Regions from separate parts of the Mus musculus genome. Here region 2 is linked to region 1. Evidence: chromatin contacts called from public Hi-C data. All regions are on one chromosome and are shown on one strand. The core of a region is the stretch at or near the end of the contact, and the rest is flanking DNA. Distances in the headings are between cores, read along the strand shown. Region 1 overlaps Grin2b (glutamate receptor, ionotropic, NMDA2B (epsilon 2)). Region 2 overlaps Grin2b (glutamate receptor, ionotropic, NMDA2B (epsilon 2)).

What was found. Hi-C and Micro-C count contacts between places; a contact is called where the count stands out from the background.
Region 2: a contact with region 1 is called in a Hi-C map of cerebral cortex, with 1.7 times the contacts expected there. The contact joins two enhancer-like sites. A contact is called at or near these places in 9 of 39 promoter capture datasets (the 3T3-L1 cell line, the HPC-7 cell line, embryonic stem cells and 6 more) and 2 of 484 Hi-C or Micro-C datasets (cerebral cortex and frontal cortex).

What each region holds. Positions count from the first base shown.
Region 1 is chr6:135,904,433-135,910,522 of GRCm38.p6, reverse strand. The region is part of intron 5 of Grin2b (glutamate receptor, ionotropic, NMDA2B (epsilon 2)); the gene reads left to right. Among named protein-coding and RNA genes, the nearest start is that of Gm14330, 55 kb to the right of the region's middle. Within about 2 kb of position 2,797, at least 37 of the 459 cell types and tissues checked have an H3K27ac peak or open chromatin away from gene starts, as enhancers often do. A contact at or near this core is called in cerebral cortex, where this site is marked.
Region 2 is chr6:135,736,193-135,741,409 of GRCm38.p6, reverse strand. It overlaps Grin2b (glutamate receptor, ionotropic, NMDA2B (epsilon 2)), which reads left to right. Exons shown (of 15, transcript NM_001363750.1): 12 at 328-488; 13 at 2,264-2,451; 14 at 4,888-5,126. The region is part of intron 1 of Gm14329 (a long non-coding RNA gene); the gene reads right to left. Among named protein-coding and RNA genes, the nearest start is that of Gm14329, 5.9 kb to the right of the region's middle. Within about 2 kb of position 1,514, at least 4 of the 459 cell types and tissues checked have an H3K27ac peak or open chromatin away from gene starts, as enhancers often do. A contact at or near this core is called in cerebral cortex, where this site is marked.

The sequences.
Region 1 (6,090 bases), core at 1,548-4,047:
GGCCAGAAATCATTCTGTACTCACAAAGAGCTGCAATGACAACTGAAAAGTTCAGCTTCTAACCTGGACAGCAATGTGCCCAGGTTTAAAAAAAATCAAGTTCTGTGAACTGGAGAACATCAAGAACATATTTTTGTTAGGCAATGAGTAGTCTCTGACATACTTGCTCATGTGACTCTTCAGAACACAACAGCTTAGGAATCACACAAACGGTGACAGGGATCAGGTAGGCAGCTGACAGCATTAACAAAGGACTGTTGAAATGGGACAGCATTAGGGAAACCCAGCAGAAGACCTTGAGAAGCACCACAGGAAGGCTACTGGGGAAAATCTCAAACACTGCCCAGAAGTATAAATGATCTCCATGTAGCAAAACAGCATAGTCATTGTGAAGTCATCAATGGAAACTTAAATTATATTGATTAGCCTTGATTTCAGGAGCCCAAGAGCTCTATCTTACCTTTATAAAATTTCCATTAAAAGACTTCCTATAATCAGGAACAAAAAAAAGGAGGCTTGGGACTTGAAAACACTAAGCTTCAGCAATTTAGTAAAATTATTTTTTTAAGGGTTATTGAATGACTACTATGTGCCAAGTGTTCTGTGCAGCATCATTTAATCTGGAGAGTATAGCCTAGAGCATTATTGCCTCCGTATTTTCTCAGGTTAGAAAAATGGAGTTCAAACAGAGTGGGTTACATTTACATTTGACTTGCAGGTGGGATCCCATTTCCAGCCCACACTGTACAAATCTCAGAGGCAGTGGGCCCCCGGATGTCGACCCACCTTGGACCACTTCCTTTCCCTCAGTACTGACTCAAATGTGAAGGACTTTGATTGTGAAGATCATAGCATTAACTCGCAGGACAGAGTGGCTCAGAATCAAGAATTTCTTCCTTAGGCTGGGCAGGTGGTTTGGTGTGTAAAGTACTTGCAGTACCGATAACTCACACAAGGCTGGGAGTGGCAGTGGGGGTCTGTAATTCCAGCATTCCTTTGTTGGGATAAAAGGTGGACCCAGGGGAACCCCTGGAAAATCTCAGGCCAGCTATCCTGACATATATAGCAGGGAACAAGAGACTATGCCTCAAGCAAGGTGGTGAGAGCTGACAACCAAGAATATTCTCTGATCTCTGTGTGTATGTGCCCACACTCAGTAAATGAACACACCCCCACACATGCACAAACATATACTCACACAAATGAACACAGGTGCACACACATACAAATAAATATACATACATACACAAATAAAGACGCACTGCACACATATGTGCACTAGCCTCTGCTCGACCATGAGAAACCCAGAGGGAGCCTGAGGGCAACATCCAATAAATGTGTTTTAAAGACATCTACATTGATCCCAGGGGACACCACTTTGTATCTAGGTTCACTTTGCTATGATGCTCTGGGCCCCTTTCTTTTCACACAAGAAAGGATGATGTTTCTTTCTTACTCTGGCTGTATGCTCCCAAGTTCTTTATCTCATACATGGAAAAGCATACCCAATCACTCCACACCTGAGAATCTTGTGATGAAAGAGTGTTGCCTGTGCCCTGGACTACTGGCTGCTGACCCTCCCCGTCCTTGGGGTTGGAGGTGAGGTGGCACAGAGTAAATGACACAGACTCTGGGAGCAGGTAAGAAGTGCAGTGGCAAACTCGTCTGAGCACGGCTGCAAGCTCCTTTAATACCCTCCACCTATGCTCCACTGGTTCCAAGAGAGCAGTTTTTCTAAACAACAGTTCCTGATTGGCTGGCATTGTCTACTTCAAAAATCCTTGGTCTCTCAGACAGTCTTCAATTAAATCCTCCTATAAGAGATGCCTTTATGGCTACGTGGTCCCGGCATTTGGCATTTACATAGAGGTGGCCGATGCAATTCCTCCTATAGAGGAGGAGGCAAACATTCTGTTCTAGAGTCTGTTGGCACTCAGAAAGGTCAGAGGAACATTGAAAATATTGTCGTTGGACATGTGTTAAGACAAAAGCAAGACCTTGACCTCTGTCTTGATTTACAGATGTTCTCCAGGGCCACCGTTCATTTTTGACAGGTTAGATAAGTTTGGACTTGTTCAAAGCATACACACTGCCGGAGAGCAGACCAGAAGGAAACAGAGGTGGGGGAGTGCTGCTGGGGAAGAAACGGGCTGAACCAACCTGGGCCAGTTTTCTGCATTTTAGATGCCATTTGCACTTGGTTTAATTGATAACATAGGCAGTGGGTGTCTGCACCCTTTTTTCTATACTGAGGCTTGTTCAAGGTTCTGGACGATGCAAATGCTACCCAGCATGCACTTTGATTGGCCTCAGGAGGAGTGGGGCATCCGCAAAAAGATCCCTTTAATTTGCAGTCTTAGACTTCTTACTCTTCTAGCAACACAAAGTGAATCACCCAAGAGGCTGGCAAAGCACGCGGAAGGAACAAAGATCAGCATTAAAGAGGACGCTGGCTGGAGCTATCAGGAATTTAGGTGTGCCTTTAGGACCTAAAGGATCTTTTGTGATTGAGACCAAGGTAGTGAAGTTAAGGAAAGAACACATTCTTCCATCCCAAGTTCCAATTTAATTCGATGACCTTCTGGACACAGATTATTCACCCCTGAAAACTCAAAAGCATATGGGAGGATATTCCTCTGAGATGCGCCCCAATCCCTCCCCCCACGCACATACACGCACACTTGGTGTGCTCACTCACCCACAAGTTTAAAAATAGGAGCCATGGTGTTGCCATGACTCCCGGTGCTACTCAGTGCTGCCTCTTCCCTCTGATGCGATTTCCCTTCAGAGCAGATTTAGGCGAGAATCTGGCTCAGAGCGGCCTCTAGCGGCGGCACAATCCTTAGGGAAGCGTTTCCTTCCCCGGTTCTGCCCAGTCCCCAAACTAACCCGCAAGGGGCAAGTGGAATACTGGGATGTTTTGAGTGGACTCTAGGGGATCAGCTTTTAGCAGATCTGTCCTCGTAGTCATGATAATGGGCCGATGCCTACTGTATGCTACAAAGTGGGAAGGGGCAGTTGGCGGGGGATTTGCAACCCACAACTCTTAGTAGGATAATGTGGGGTGCTGGTGGTTGAGGGAGCGGTGGCATTACTGTACACTAAGCAAGGGAGATTTGCTGTGATCAGCAGCTAGCGTTCTTAGTTTTCCAGCTAGAGGAGTCTTTCAAAATGTTATCACCTGGTAATGAGTCAACAGCCTCGGGGAAGTGTTGACAAGCTGGCTTCCTTGCCTGCTGTCTTTGCCGTTTTCCCCTCCCTGTGTTTTGAATCCTCAGTTTCTTGTTGCCAATTGCATGGAAGAGTTCAGGAAAACTGATGAGAGTCTGTCCAGAACCCGGGCCTGACCTAACGCAAATTCTAACTCCGAAGGACCAGAAAGGGGTACAGGCTCAGTCAGAAACGATGTGTATCAGGGCTTGGAGGTTGATTCCAGCAGCCAGGGGCTTAGAACCACTCTGCTGTCATTTGTGTGGCCCAGATGAACAGAACAGGGTAGAATGACATTTTAAATGGATTTTAAACCTGGTGTTCATGAAAGAATCCCTTCCTTTGCTTCCCTCCTGAAGGTCAATCCAAAAACTGTAATTGTTGCTGGTGTTGGGAACCTCAAATTCTGGAAAGGGTACAAGCTGTGAACATTTATCGCATGAGAAGAAATCCTGATTCTCTCGTGCATCCCGTTCCTTCAGCTGACATTTGTGGGTCTATTTTATGCAGAGAGATGAGTTTCTATCAGCATGGTTGGCAACAGAAGCATCGGAATGGGTTGGCTTTAAGGAGTCTTTAGTTCAACCCATATACAGAGAAAAGACACTGAACTTTAAAGCTTCCAGTACCATGTGTGCCCTGGCCCCGATGAGAAATTGATGCATTGCTAAATTTTTGGAGCACACAGTGGGCTTTAAAATGAAAGTTTTTTCGTGCTGAAAAAAAAAAAAGATGTTCTTTGTATTTCTACGCTGTTATTATATTTAATGGAATTGTAGACTGAAATGCAAGAAAGAGAAAATAGTATTTAGAGTGAGGAGCAGTGGGTGAGTACCACAGTGCAGAGAGTGAGATGTCCACCTTCTACCTCTCCCTGCTGCCTCTGCCTTTTGAGCAGTTAGTTTCATTGGTTCTGATCCTACGGTGGCAGGGGCTGGTAGGCACTTCTGTAACGTGTGGCATTTAAACTTTTGTGGCTCTGACTGGGCTCGATCTTGGCACGGTTCTGTGAGCCAGCGCGGCCAAAGCACAGCTCTGTAATTGTATTAAGAAACACAATTAAGGAATATTGCATTTGCAGAACAGACGAGTGCCAACTGTCTGATTAAAGACTTGGGGGGAGATGCTATGTTTCGCCAAAGAAATAAGAAGACAAAGGAAAAAAAAGTGCTGCGTTGTTCTTGTTAGTTCCCTGTGATTTGTAGGAGAGAACCAGGGCAGAGCCACCAGGCGCACTTACCACAGGGGCATCATTAGGTGATCGTTGCCATTGGTTTTAGCCAGACTTCCACGTACCCAGGCGTCTCCCTCACAAGCAGAAGTTTTGCATCTGATCCTTACGTTTGTAAGATTTAGGCTTTGTGGAATGAGTAGAAGGGGTGGGAATCTAGGGTTCTTGTTCCCTTTCAAATCGAGATTCCAACAGAGTGGCTATATGAGTTTTCCTACATCCCCTCACCAATAACGCAACACAAGAAAAGAGCTAATCACCGCTCGTAAATAGCATTTATTAATTGCTTTACAGTGCTTGCTCTCCTTTTGGAACCAGCCAGGCATTTCTTGTGTAGCATATTCTAATATTCATCTGGCTTCTTGAGGTTTGATAGAAAAATATCTTACACAGGCAGACAGTCGAATTCTTATTTTACACACGACTTAATGGCAGGCTCTGCAAGCAGAATTATGCATTTGGCATTATAAGCGTTTCTGGATTTTATATCCACACACACCCAAGGTTTTCACTGGAAGTCACAGATGGTTGAAAGACAGATAGCAACCACACTACACTCTCAGACCAGTATAGACTCATGGATTTAGTAGCTTAGGGCCTGTGACCATTCTTTAATGCCCCTAGCTCTTTACACTTCCCTTCCCTGGCTGGTGCTCTGGTCCTCCTGCCTGATGTGATCTGAGCCTCATGCTATGCTAGCCATTTGGTGCTGGTATTATATGAATCATGCAGGAAGTAGCAAAGACATGATAGTTAACCTGCCCAGAGCATCTCCCAGTTACCCCCATCTATCTATATTTGCACGTTCAGTCAAAGGGGGTAACTCAGAAATGCCACTGGAAACCTGGACCTGTATTTGAGTATCAACTTAAAGAGAGCTCACCTGGCCTCTCTCTTCTCTCTGTGCGGTGGACCATGATGGGTATGTGTCTAAGGGCTGGCAGGGCTGGGGAATGCTCTTTTTTCTACCGCGAAGGTAAGATTCGAAAGTGGAAAATGACAGGAAACACTGCATTCAAGTCAGCCTCCCAGGTCTTCTGGGTCTTGTGTAAAGGTCATACATGCTTAGTCTGCTGGTCTGTCAGTTCCGGAAGTGACACACGCTTCTGGCCAAAGTTATTTATTTCCAGAAATTTAAGAGACAGACAGACAGAGACAGACAGACAGACAGACAGACACACACACACACACACAGAGAGAGAGAGAGAGAGAGAGAGAGAGAGAGAGAGAGAGAGAGAGAGAGATCCTTGTGGCTTCCATTCCTTCTGAGCTGTGAGCAGGAAGCCTACTTAGTTGGCTGAAGCAGCTGTCGAAATCAGTCATCTGGCTATTAGTAAGCAACTGGGAATATGTGTATAAAAAAGAAAAGAATTTGACAGGATACGTAAAGACTAGGATCTCACTGATGGGAAAGACATAGCAGACATGAGCAAGGTCAATGCACAGTCCTCAGTACAGAGCCTCGGCTGGCAGGGTCCCAGCACATGCCTTTAGTCCAGATTGCAAGAGCCACACATGCTGCTGCACGGGCACCAGCCTCACGGCAGGAGAATGGCAAGCTTTAACCTGGCAGCAGTGTGCCATAGGAGAGAGAAAAACCTTGCTCCTGGAAGTTGAACTCAAATTAACTTCTTCTGCAAGTGTCATGT
Region 2 (5,217 bases), core at 265-2,764, 170 kb after region 1:
ACAAACTATATCATGCCACTTTCAGGCCCATCATCACTGGTATTGTGTCGGATGCATAGAAGGAACACACAGGGTTACAGATTAAACTCGGGACTGGGCAAATAGAAATCTCTCAACAATACGTATTAAATTGAGTTGAACTGAAGTCCACTTCCAGAAGGCAATTACTGCTCCTGAGTGAGGGCTAATGTGTTTGGTGAATTATAGTCGGTTCCTTTCCATTATAAACTCACTAATGCTGACTTAATGTCTCTTCACATTTTTCTAAAGCATTTCTTCTTTATTCTGTCTCTGTCTCTCTCTCTCTGTCTTTCTTTCTCTCTCCAGTTCCAGAGACCTAATGACTTCTCACCCCCTTTCCGCTTTGGGACTGTGCCCAATGGCAGCACAGAGAGGAATATCCGTAATAACTATGCAGAAATGCATGCCTACATGGGAAAGTTCAACCAAAGGGGTGTAGATGATGCCTTGCTCTCCCTGAAAACAGGGTAAGAACGGCCTCCAAGCTCAGAGTGATACACCTCTCACATCCACTGGACACAGTTTGAACTTGAACCATACTCATTAAATCAAAAGACTGTTTCCAAGTCAAATTTGATGGCATTATTCCAACCCTTGTACAAGAGTTCTTATGATGTTACTTGCTTCTATATACCATCCTGCAAATTGTTTTCTGCTTGCATGAATGTGGGCATGGAGTGGAAAAGAAACAGATCAAAAACTAAAAAGGAAGCGTCAAGGAGAGAGCGCATATCTGTTACACATGAGCTGTAGTCTAAGAGGTGTAATAGACAGTTCCGGTGTCTAGGGAGAAATGAAACAGGAAGTGTGCAAAATTTGTAGACGGCAACAAGTAGAAATGTGTTGATTGATCCCCAATTTCAGCTTTGATTGTCACTCCTGATAGCCATTCTCTGTACCCAGAGTGTATTTGTTCACAAGCTGTTAATGCAGCGATTTGGGCACACTTGTCCTTTAGTTGGAGAAAGTGAAAGCTATGAAGAATGGCCAGCACTTGAGCACTGTAAATGTCGAAATTTGGAGGCCAATGGGTCATACAGCTGTTTCCCTCTCTCCTATGGTGACCGTGGACCTCCTCTGGCCACCTTTGCGTCTTAAGGTTCCCAAGTACCACCTAGATTTATGGCCATTTAGAATGTGGAGGCATTCAATCTCACTGTTCTGAACAAAATCACAACAGGTTTCAGAAGACAGGATCTGAGGTTAGGGTAGGAGTGCTCTGGATAGTCCAAACTACGGGATCCGCATAGTTCTCAATTATACCGGATGCTTGGTGTTTGGGCATGCCACCAACCTGCATTTTATAGGATGCATTTTGTGAAATTGCCTGTTGCTAGTCATATCAAAAAGGGCTTGTGGGCTTGTTTGTTTGTTTGTTTGTTTGTTTGTTTCCCTTTTTCTTGAGGAGTGACAAAGATGCCTAGCCTGTAACTGTTGTGCAGGCTTGCATGCCCTGCTCACTTTCATGCCTGTCACTTGCATGGCTTTATCTGAACTGCTCCCTCAGCCTTTCGGTGTGGAAACGTTTGGAAACAGTGATTGGTGCATGCCGCCTCGCTCTTAGCCCACCCCATCTTTTCTTGGTGCATCCCTTCTTTGCAAAGCTCAATGTTTCACGCAATGTGCATGTAGGCTTAGGAATCTGAAAGTCCTTGGTCCTTCTGAATGCTACCTTCTTGCAGTGCTGTGAATGTGCTCTCACACGAGCTTGCCACCAGCCTGGCCCCTCAAAGCAGAGTCACACAGCACAAGAGAATGCTGAATTCTTTCTGACCACCAAAATAGCCACATATCTACTGAAACATATACACCTACACTTTCCCCCACTCTGGACTGTAATGAACTGAGAAATGAAAAATGTTATATAACTCTTACCCGTGCTATTTGTTATCACTGCGGTGCTTACTTTTCATTATTTCTGTTATTATTTTTATTGATTCCTTTTTACTCCTTCTCCTTTTCAGACACAGCTTATGAGTTGGCCTCAGGCCCAACTTACATTCTTATCACTCCTGGTGGGAGGGGGGAATAAAAGAAACAACTCCTTTCAACCTGAAGTCCCATCAAGGGCAGCCTGGGATGCAGGCTTTAGACTCTGACAATAGTCCAACTTGAGCCTTACTGTGAGCCAGTCCTCCACATAGCTTCTGCAACCCTACCACTTCAGACTAATGCCCCAGTAGGTAGTACTGTTGTGTAATTTCCTCCTTAGTATATGTTGGTTCGCTTCTTTCTTGTGCAGGAAACTTGATGCATTCATCTACGATGCAGCCGTGCTCAACTACATGGCTGGAAGAGACGAAGGCTGCAAGCTGGTGACCATTGGCAGTGGCAAGGTCTTTGCTTCTACGGGCTATGGCATTGCTATCCAAAAAGACTCTGGTTGGAAACGCCAGGTGGACCTTGCTATCCTGCAGCTGTTTGGAGATGGTGAGTTAAAGTAAAGGGGAGTGTCCACTTGGCCTCCACCAATAGCTGTTCTGAAATAGCAACCTTTATCCTCTATTTATCCAAATCAGCATGTCACAAGATATGATTAGATTGGAGAGTACGTTTTGAATTCTTAGGGCCACCATAACAAATGACAGGAATGGTGTGATGTAAACAGTTGAATTCGTTGTGTTGAAGTTCTGGGCACTACAGGTATCAGTACAGGAAGCTTCACTTGGAAGTGATGAGGAGGAATCCTCTGTATGCTTGTTGAATGGCTTTTGATGTGTCTTCTTGGTGCTCTCTTCTTGTTGGTTCCACTAGGTATTCCTTGACTTGTCAAAGCACCACTCAGATCTCTACTTTCATCCTACCTGGATGAATGTCTTTCTCCTGTATTCATCTTTCTCTGCATCCACCCTTTTCTTAAGGCCAATCACATGAGGTTAGGGGCCTGCTGGGGATTGCAGTGTGCTTTGCCATTATTAATTGCATCTGCAATGACCCAATTTCTAAATCACACCCTAAGCTACCATAAAGGTGTGGTTTAATATGAGAATTACAAGGAGACATACTTTAACCTGCACTGGGTAAAGATGAGGGAGGAATTAAAGTAGTTGGAGATAAGGGAACATTTGAAGATTGTGTGGGACTTTGATGCCTCCGGGAATGAAGTAGGCTACAGTTAGATGTCACCCTACATGTGGCACAACACCAGACAGATGTAGGGCAGTGCTCTTTCTATTCCAGGAGGAAGGAAAGTGAAACAAATGTTTGTCTGTTTCTACATCCTTCATTCTGTCCTGCCACGGTCTTCTGGTTGAAGAGGTGGAGGGCAAGGATCCTCAGATGTAGATACCAGAAGGCATTTCCTGTGTCTTTCTGGTCATGGGCTGAACACTGAGAAATGTATCTCACCGGACTACTATCTTCTGCATTTCTCTTCATGTCCTTGCCCAAAACAGTCTACCCATAATCCTCACACACAAACTAATCTAGATAGAGATGATCTTCACTCTGCATGGTTCTGAAGTCCACCAGACACGTGGGTCTGTCAACTAGGTCCATGGGACATTTTTTATTAGGGAAGACATCAGAGACACAAGGCCAGGGTCAGGTTTCCAGGTTCCACCTGAATCTGGCTTCTACACTAGTTAGAAAAAGCATTGTTGAATCAAAGAAGAGAAGAAACGTGAGTGGATTTCTATAAGAACGAGTAGGGGTTTGTAGCTGGAATGCTGATAAGCCATGCTGGTATAACCAGTAGTCACAGCCAAATGGATCCAGACTCTATTACCAAGTAGATCAGTAGAAAGGATTTTGGGATTCATTGTGCTATGCAAATGCAAAATTTTAGCAAACTAGACTTTCATTTGTATGAATTAGTGACATCCTGGAGTAGGTACTTGTTTTCTTTGTCTTTTGCTTGTTTGGTTGGTTTTGGTTTTTGGTTTTTGGTTTTTGGGTTTTGGGTTTTGGGTTTTGGGTTTTGGGGGTGTTGTTTGAGATGTTTACATTTCTACTGATTAGTGTCTAGTGATAGTAGGTCAGAGTCTGACACAACTGGAGAAGTCCTTGTCCCTTTAAGCAGAGTTGAGAGGAGGCAAGTTTAGGTGATCATGTTTCATTCCAGCTTCCTCCTCATTTGGGTTTCATATTTTCCTCTAAAAGACTTCTGAAATTCTGAGAGAGCATAATGATTCAACCTCTTTCAATCTCTGTCTACCTCTCCTTCCTCAACCTAATGTGCTCTGTATAATTCCAAGTTTTTACTTGTTTGGTTATGTTATCCCCACTGTCTATAAAATAGAGGTCAGAGAGTTTAACCTCAGAATTCTTTTACTAAGCTTTCTTTGCTGAGGGTTACTACTCTGCTTGAACTGGTTTTCTTGTCTCTCTGTAAATGAGCATCTATTTTTCTACTTCTTCCTTGGTGATAATTCTACACCTGCTGCCTGCAATGCCTTTAAATATAATATAAATTAAAATCCATCCCCAGTCTCAAGTTTCTCTCTCTCTCTCTCTCTCTCTCTCTCTCTCTCTCTCTCTCTCTCTCTCTCTCTCTCTCTCTCTCTCCCTCCCTCTCAAACCCATTGACTGCTTTTCTCACAAACTGTTCTCACTAATTTGAACTCTTGTTCCTTGCATGGCATATTGTATATAATACCAAGCATTGAGCTGCCAATTTGCACTGGCTAGAGCAGAGTCACAAGGAAGTCCCATGTCCTTGAGTTACCTGTGTTCCATTCATTACATTTCCACTAAATACTTGGAATGTATTGATGAGTTAAGATATAATGGCATTAATAAAATGTATTCTTTTTCTCTTTTTGTGTTTGCCCCTTTCTGTCTATTCCCTTCTTCAATGTCCTTCCTTCTTTCTCACCTTTCTCCTCCCTCCCTCCTCTATCTGTCTCCTTCTTGTCCTCGTTCTAGGGGAGATGGAAGAACTGGAAGCTCTCTGGCTCACTGGCATTTGCCACAATGAGAAGAATGAGGTTATGAGCAGCCAGCTGGACATTGACAACATGGCGGGCGTCTTCTATATGTTGGGGGCAGCCATGGCTCTCAGCCTCATCACCTTCATCTGTGAACATCTCTTCTATTGGCAGTTCCGACATTGCTTCATGGGTGTCTGTTCTGGCAAGCCTGGCATGGTCTTCTCCATCAGCAGAGTAAGTGTTTTGATTGAGATACTCAGAGCTTGCTAAGGACAGTTCAGCCTTGCTCAGCAAAGAGACCAAGAAGGTGCTTGTTCCAGCCTTA